2 separate regions of the Hordeum vulgare genome follow, and region 1 is linked to region 2. A link is a contact called in public Hi-C data. All regions are on one chromosome and are shown on one strand. Each heading gives the region's core, a stretch centred on a gene start, on an enhancer-like site or on the middle of the called end of the contact. The rest is flanking DNA. Distances are from core to core; before and after follow the strand shown.

Region 1 (4,519 bases), core at 1,021-3,520, 120 kb before region 2:
TAGCTAATGATCACGTTGATTTTTCGAAGGTAGCTTCTTCCTTGCGGTTTCTTTGAATTGGAAGTTCATCTACTTTTTCTTCAATGGTTTTCTGACTTTTCTTGACAAACTTGCCATGGAAGCTACAACTAAATCTTTGTTCAATGTCAACCATCTATCTTGTGTTGAAAAGAGCACGCGTCGCTATGTTTGTGCAGCCATGCGTTTTCTTTCATCCAACTTATAAAGTGGTAGCTATGTTATCAAATAGAATGCAAGAAAGCTCTCACAACATTTAACTTGCGAAATAGAAGATGATTTTCCAAAAACCGCCTCTATTCGTTGAGTGCAACCACTTAGTTTTAAATACATCAAGGATCAAAACTCACCAACTGAATTCAAGCAGGTCCTAAACTGTTTTACTCATGAAGGTTATATCTAGTTATGGTAGTTGAATCCTGCGAGCGAAAGAGTAAGTTCACGTAAGGTCATTCTCATGTGTCTTTCTGTAGGAAATCAAGGAACGATTATCGAAAAAATTATATATTACTATTGATGTCCTATAATTGCAAAGAAATTCTAACTTCCACTCCAATCCCTTTATTTACTCGTTTGTGTACGGACGCGATGGCATGTTATTACTTGCAATATGAGTCCTTCCTTCAAAATTTACCATGGTTTAAACTCTTTGTTTTTGCACCATTAGTACTATCAAATATCCAAGTTTTCCTACCTAATAAACATTCGAAATTACATGTGTACTTTTTTTGGAAAAAGGAGGTTAAACCCGAGTCTCTGCATCAATTGATGCATGTAGTCATCTTTATTAATTATTCCATAAAGGTCTGACAAGAATATATATCAATCCACCCGAAGTTATCACTCACACACCTACAAACTCAATAACTTGGAGTGCTCTCACTCTCCACATCTAAAACTGGTGTCGTCGCCAATCCATCCACATAACATATCGGGACCAACAGCCGGTGTAGCAGACTTATAACGCACATCACATGCACACGTTTAGAAGCACCCATCATCATCGGACGACTGATCCATTTTCAGGAGAGAGATCCACATCTTCCTTGCTAGTCTGGACATCCGCCGACGCCACCACGGCGTTAAACGGCGCCACTGCCCTGTGCTAATCCGTCTGGACGTGAAGACTTTGGAAGAACTATCATGCGTAGCACGTGTCAACTAGACATGACTTAATGTAGCACCTATCGGCCAGGCATGACTTGACAGCTCGGTCAAAGCTCCGTGCAAGACAAAGACGTTCCACATCCTGCCGATGTCATCCAGTGATGCTCCACAAACGACGCTCCCAAGAGAGAAACAACACCGTGGTACCGCCATCATCCGATCTGGAAAACCAGATCTCAGGGTTTTCCCTCGAAGTTGTTCCCACCACCAACAACCGTCAAGGAGGTACGCAATGCCCACGACCACTCTGCCCTCAAGAGGACGCCTTCAGGAAGGTCATGATATCAAGGACGCCACCGCCGCCCACCGGAGTTTGGGTTTTCACCCGAGAGTCAGGGTGGGGGAAGTGGAGGAGTAGATGTAGACCGACGTCTCCAAGAAGAACGACGCCTTTGAGTGTCGTCGTCGTCGGTGCGGCCGGCCAGGGCCGACCAAGCGGTTTCCCTCAATCTAGATCTCCTCCACCAACTTCATACACGACCACCATCCAAGGGCCCGGCAAGCCACGTCGGCACCGTCAGGAACCCGCAGGAGAGAAACACAATTATCAGGGTCCGAGGCCGCGGCTAGATCACGCGCCGCCGGCCGCCAGAGCATCCACGCCAGGCACTGGTCCATGGAAGATCCATCGATCGTCCGACCAGACCACCGGCACCACAACAACCCCATCGCTCGCCACAACATGGAGGGGCCTGGCCGGAAGGGCCGCCATCCCAGATCCAATCGCTCTCTAGTGCAAGGCAGAGCAGCAAGGGCCCCACCGTCGCAGTCCCCGGCTGCGCCATGGGCTTGCCCGACGCCAACCTCATGCGGCAGCGAGGGAGGGAGGAAGAGGATGTGGTTACGCCGACGGCGGGAAGGTGATCACCCCGAGTCGCCCGAGAGGGGGGAGAGGGTGTTAATCCATAACCACGGCAGATGAGTACAGCTTAATGTCTAATTACCTCAGTACTGAAAAGAACTAAGTGAAAAAAAGGATGATGGCACGCTTACACAAGATCCACCTCAGCAGTAGCACCACCTGGCCTCTAGAGAAGCACAACAGCACTTGAAAACGACGCGGCACAGCTAGTGGCCTAGTGCTCCATACCCACACGTTGCGTTCACACATGAGTGTATTGGGTTTGGCGCGCTCTCTCTCTCCGTATGTGTGTGTGTGTGAGTGTGTTTCTCCATCTCGTGTGCCACTGCTTTCTCAAAAAGAATGAGCAAAAAGGGCCCAATCATTAGTTGCTTATCCCTCTATCCGGCCTCTTTGGCTGATCTGGTTTGCCCCTGCCTGAAATCAAGGAGTGAAGTACTCTACACAACTGTCGGTGCTGCACTTCTGCTTCATGATTGCATATAGAGGAATCAAATAAGGGACTTTATGTACATAATGATGTACAATTAGATGTGTGTATTATTTTCTGTCTAGCTTTCCTACTACTCCCTCCGTTTCAAAATATAAGACATTTTAGAGATTTCATTAGAAGACTACATACAGAGCAAAATGAGTGAATCTACACTTTAAAATATGTCTATGTACATCCGTATGTAGTTTATAATGCAATCTTTAAAAGGTTTTATATTTAGAAACGGAGGGAGTAGTAACAACTAAGCATGGTTGTACCAGTTGTTTTGGCATGCACTACCACAACATTAGACTATTGCCTTTTCAGCACCATTTTATAACTTCAATATACCAAAATTATCAGATAAAAAAAGTATCTTTTCCAGAACCCGAGCTCTCACACTTAGAGTGGAATTACAACGTGAAGTGTACGGATGTAACCTAAGATCACGTAGCCTATTCTCCATACAGATCCATGCATTTACCCAAAAAGGCAAACCAAACCAAACCAGTGTGCTATATTGCTTTCCTGAGCTCTTGGACGAGACAAGCAAAGCAACTCCCGCGCTTACCCTGTAAGCTACATGATCCAAGTGACTATCAAATCGTGATTCGTGGAGAACCTGCGACCTAAATGATTAGCATCAACCAACTATACCTTTTCCGGCGTCGGAGTAGGAAAATCATTTGGACATAATCCATCGATCTGCTGCTCAAAGTGATCACACCGAATGACCCAGATTACGAGACTGGTCGATCATGATAACAGAAGGGAAAGAAGAAAAAGACCAAACGTGTTGTCATAGTTGAACAGTACTTTGCATGGCTAGGAACCTTTTAGTTCATGTATATCACCTTTCGTGGTCATGAGGTCTCTTTTGAAGGAATATTTGCACAGCAATGCTACACATACATAACATTACATGGGTTTTACATATAGATGAATTTTGATTGGAGATTAAGGGGAATGAGGGCCCCACTCCCTTGAAAATCAGGGGAAGTGGTTAGTTAGAAAGAAAAAATCCTAATCAACGTGTAACCTTATGTAACTATTTGTATGTCTAGCATTTTCGATATTTGCAGGGGCACGCACATGCAGAAACGCATGCTGCCGTTCATCTGCACTGTCATCCGTGCATTTGTTTGGACAGAAAATGGTTAAAAAATCAATGGAAATTATTTAACTATCTAATTATGGGACAATATATATGTTTATTTTATTACATGCTTTATAATGGTTGGCATTTTTATCATTCGTTTGTCAACGTTGATCTGACGGTGATAAAATAGTTAGACTTGCTAGTACTACTTCGTAAATACTCGAAAGTACTAATATCGGTGAGGTCAGTACTGAAATTTGTGGGGGCCCTTTTCTTAAGTCAAGGGTAAATTAGTCCATCATTTTTTCTCTCGCCGCCCCTCATATTCCTCTCCTTGCGAGCCGCCCTGTCGCCAATCCAGAACCGTCATCGCAGCCCTCTCCGCACTCTCCTCTTCCATTTCCCCTCCTCTCCTCTTCCATTGTCAGACATCCACAATCACAATGGAAGACGAGTACGTGAAGATCTCCGACATCGATGAGGTAAAGTTAGCAAGCCCGAGGAAGATTGGTTCTTGGTTTGACAACAAGCAGCAGTTAGCAGCGACCGTGCACTTGATGAGAACACGTTTGAATCCGAGTGAGAGAAAGTCCATCCACCCACGGGAGTCGCGCGGCTGCACACAGAGCTCATCCTCTGTTCCATGGAGCAGGCGGATTCACCGATTGCGCGTGAGGCGGAGGTGGTGGCATTATCGATCCAAGATCGAGCATGCGGACGATGAAGAACCACAGAGAAGCTACAAGGTGCCGTTTGTGATGGTGGCATTGATCGAAGAGCCGGTGGAGTCTTCCTCCACCAACCACAAGAGAAGGAAAGAATTTGCCACGACGTTGCTTCCCCGCCGTTCTCCGCGCTTCCCTTGTCGTTCTGCTCACCTCATGGGGCAGCGGTCTGCAGC
Region 2 (4,501 bases), core at 1,201-3,700:
TACCTAGTTCAATCTAGTTACTGGCAAGTCTCTTTACTCGTTCTGTAATACAAGATCTCGTGACTAACTCCTTAGTCACATTGCTTGCAAGGCTTATTGTGATGTTGTATTACCGAGTGGGCCCCGAGATACCTCTCCGTCACACGGAGTGACAAATTCCAGTCTTGATCCATGCCAACCCAACAGACACCTCCGTAGATACCTGTAGAGCACCTTTATAGTCATCCAGCAACGTTGCAACGTTTGATACACACAAGGTATCCTCCGGTGTCCGGGAGTTGCATGATCTCATGGTTATAGGAATAGATACATTGACATGCAGAAGACATTAGCAACAAGCTGACATGATCATATGCTACGTTTATAGTTTGGGTCTTGTCCATCACATCATTCTCTCAATGATGTGATCCCGTTATCAAGTGACAACACTTGTCTATGGTCAGAAAACCTTGACCATCTTTGATCAACGAGCTAGTCAACTAGAGGCTTATTAGGGACAGTGTGTTGTCTATGTATCCACACATGTATTTGAGTTCCCAATCAATACAATTCTACCATGGATAATAAACGATTATTATGAACAAGGAAATATAATAATAACCAATTTATTGTTGTCTCTAGGGCATATTTCCAACACGATTGCGGCTTTGTATTGGCCGTTTGGATTGATTCTTGTCGAAAACTCGAGCAACTACGGAGGAGCTCGTTACAGCGGCGAAGGAGAAGCTCCTGGTTCGAGCCAGCGATGGACGAGCTAGCTTTGTGCGCTGTTCTCGACGCTAGTGGTTTCGTATTTGGCTGCTTCGTGCAGTGGACATGGGCGAGACGGAGAAGAAAACTTGAGAAAGAATATAAAGTGGATATTCGATTTTATAGTTTAACTTTAAGGGTTCTGTTCAGTCGGAGCATAAACCGGTCCTTAAAACACGTTTTTCACTAACTAAAAACCACGTTTTCAGTTCCGCGGTTTAAGGGATAGAGCATCTCCAGCAGACCCCTTATAACGCCGACCTGTAAAACACGTTTACACTTCGCGGAAAAACGGCTTTACGGGCCGGCGCGACGAGGACAGAGTCAGGCCCTACAAAATGAACCTGTAAAAAAGAATATTCATAGAAGATGCCCCTTTACGGGTCGGTTCGAGCTGCGGGGGAAGAGATCCCTTAAACTTAAACTGTAAATCAAACTTTTTGCTTACATTTGTTCTCCACATCTTCTTCTTCCTGTGCACTTGTCCATGGTCAACTAAATGTGTTCCTAAATACGGAGGCTTCGTCCACGAATCCATCTAGGAGCGAGCTAGCTAGCTAGCTCATCCGTCCACAAATCCATATCTGGTGTCCACGAATCCGTTCAGGAGCTAGCTAGCTAGCTCCGCTCATGGAATCCATCCAGGAGCCCGGAGCTAGCTAGCTAGCTTCCGTCGCCGACGTCAAATCCGGCTAGGACGAGCAGGGTGGCCGCGAGGACGGGCGGCCGGCGTTCGGGACATCCGGGGCGGCGTACGCTGGACGTAGACAGCAGATGCGAAAGTTGTTTCCATGACAGTTGGGCTCCCGCCAACTGGTTCCTCTCGGTACAAGGCACCGTAAAAGCGGACGCGAAAACTGTGTTTTTACAGATTGGGAGGAGCTTTTTACCGCGTCCCGCAAAAACATTTACGGATCCGACAAGTTTGGAGGGTCTGATCCGGCAACTTTTTTTCGTACAGACCTGTATTTTGACGGTTATTTTGCGAGTCGGGCATTATATGGGGTGATGCTCTAAGGGATCGGTTAGAGTTGCCCTAAGATCCTCAAAATATTAAGCTATAACATGTGAATTATTTGAAGCATTAGATTCAAGTTGAACGGCTAGGATCCGAATCAGCCTCTCCCTTAGGTTTGGCCTGATGCTATAGATATATGAGTCTAGAAGTGACCGTGCCTGTTATCTTCATTACTCTGCCTTTTTTGACAAGGATGCTACATGTTACTTGAAGCAATGCAAGTGCTGCAAGAAAAGTACCTTGAATGACAGGAAGTACAAACTCTATTCTCCAATCTCCATCATAACTGAAAGGAAATAAAGAAGAAGAAATTACGGCTGCCTTTTGTTCATCCTGTGTTCATACATGGTGCCAGCCAGCTTCATGTTCTCTCCCCTTGCCTTTTGATCTAGTCTTCTCACACATTTTACACCAAGGCTGGGTAGTCTAGTCTAGCCAGGGCAGTGCAGGACTGCAGGCCGCCAACGTACGCGCGTACAATCATGTAGTTATTGGGTTGGTCAAAGGGATTGCTTCTGATTGAGAGTAGGATATACGGTGAGAAAGTTCAGTTATCTTTTCAGTTTGCCTTTCCATCTTTCTTTTCCAGCCAGTCTCATTCTTTGCCTTGCTCTGGAGCTAAACCCCTGAAATATTCTTCCTATCTCGTTGCCGTTTCAATCTCTATCCAATATACAAAGAAGCATGCAGCCACAAAGAAGCGACCCCCTCGTGCCTACCTGCGACGCGTGAATCATGATTTGGGACTATATTCCACTTTAGTGAAAATCCTGCCGCCCGTTGAAAAAGAAAATCCAGCAAGCAACTGCTTATGTGCAAGCATATGTCGTGACCTAGATGATCAGGACTTGCTGTCTTGCTTTTCTATGATTAAGTAATAGTTAGAGTTGCTATCTGTCAGGCTGAAGTCTAGGACAGTTGTAAGGCACATACTGGATGTGATTCTCATCCTGCTTTACAAAATAGACCTAAATGGCTTAGTTTCTTGGGCTGATCATGACTTTAAGCAGAGGGTTTTAAGCTCTCTTTCTAACTAACAAATCACACCTGTTGGAATTTATTAGTCCCTTCAAGTCATCAATATTAATATTATGCGGTCAATTATACAACAGGGCAAGCTACCACTTAGCTTGCAGCATCATAAAGTAAGTTAATCCTCTGTCATGTGATCTGCTTGTGTGCTTGAAGAAGCAAAGGCTACATATCCACTTCAGTACCAAACTGGCTAGTTAGTGCCTTGCAACCCATCTAGTCTAGCACAAAACACATACAATGAAAAATAACTCATTTAGGGCGCAGAGTCAACGAAAATGCTATCTTTGACATGGTTCCACATTATATTTTATTTTATTTTTAAAAAAGGAGGATGATCCCCGGCTTCTGCATCTCGAAGATGCATGCAGCCATTTTATTAATTATGCACAAAGATCTTATAAAGCAATACATCAATATATCTGAAGTCGCCCTCTTGACAACATCTATCGCTAGTTCTATCCAATGATGAAGGGATGCAGGAAGTGTGAGTCACATACCCAGACCTCTCACCTAGCCTAACATCTAAAGCCGGAGTGCCCGACCGAGCCACATACCGGGTCAGGGGCACAAACCGGTCGAACGCACCCTCATAGGTCGTCGCCGCCGCTTTCCATCAATCCATCTTCAGAAGAGTTACTGACGCATCGACCTTGCAAGGCCTGCCGTCGATGCACCCACGGCGCCAGACAACGCCTCCTCCCTACGCGCGCTCATCATCACGCATCCGTCGCCGAGACATTGTTGCGCCTCGCCGCCGAGACTCCACGACATCGATGTGTCACAAGGAACGCCGCTCCACCGTAGATGCCGACCAATGATCCCTCGAGCCCGTGTGAACACTAGAATCTAAAAAAATAACAAAAAAATAAAATTGAATTTGTTTAACAAACATGATTGACTGTTCTATTCATGTGTGAATTTTCACGTAAAAATGACATGCATGGTGGTTGTTCTATGTGAAGAAAAGGGCCTCCAAAATGCTTCTAGAATGGCTTTTTTAGAGCACTGATTTTTTTTGACTTTTTTTTTAAAGAAGGTTAAACTCTCTGTCTCTGCATCAATTGATGCATGCAGTCATCTTTATTAATTATTTTATAAAAATTGGCAAAAGCATACATCAATCCACTCGAAGTCATTAATTACTTACACCTACATATTCAATAATGTGAAGTGCTTTTATTCCCATATCTAAAATCAATATCGTCGTTAATCCGCCCACATAACGTATCGAAACCAACGGATATCATTAATTTCTTTTTTGCCCATAACACCACGGTTGTCATTTCTTCACGAAAAATCACACTTGGCTGGAATAATCGACCCAAGAGCCAAACATTCGCATCGGCGGAGTGAAATGCTTTACATGGAAAAGAATCGACAAACAGTTAAAGAAATAATTCAGAAGAAGGGCATATATACTTGTCAATAAATCATGCAGTATCATGTCAACCTAGAGCTTAGCTAATTAGGATTGAAGTTTCGGAAAAGGCAGCCTTTTCCTTCACGCAGGAGGTAAACTCATTCGCCTGTTCCTGCACATAGTCGAAAACATTGGTCAAATGCTTTTAAAGGATGTGCTCTTTCAGCCTATGCACAAAAAGATACCTTGCAGTTGAGTCAGATTGCTTAAGGTGTCATAGTCTTCTTCTTTGCCTACCTTAAAGCATCTACAGTCGGACGCCTCAAATGATTATTCGT

What was found. A called contact is a pair of places that touch in the nucleus more often than the background predicts.
Region 1: a Hi-C map of leaf shows a contact between it and region 2, with 4 times the contacts expected there. The contact joins two enhancer-like sites. A contact is called at or near these places in 2 of 6 Hi-C or Micro-C datasets (both in leaf).

What each region holds. Positions count from the first base shown.
Region 1 is chr7H:211,748,767-211,753,285 of MorexV3_pseudomolecules_assembly, reverse strand. No RefSeq gene overlaps it. Among protein-coding and RNA genes, the nearest start is that of LOC123414437, 130 kb to the right of the region's middle. Within about 2 kb of position 2,270, at least 2 of the 3 cell types and tissues checked have open chromatin away from gene starts, as enhancers often do. A contact at or near this core is called in leaf, where this site is marked.
Region 2 is chr7H:211,630,135-211,634,635 of MorexV3_pseudomolecules_assembly, reverse strand. No RefSeq gene overlaps it. Among protein-coding and RNA genes, the nearest start is that of LOC123414437, 8.9 kb to the right of the region's middle. Within about 2 kb of position 2,450, at least 1 of the 3 cell types and tissues checked has open chromatin away from gene starts, as enhancers often do. A contact at or near this core is called in leaf, where this site is marked.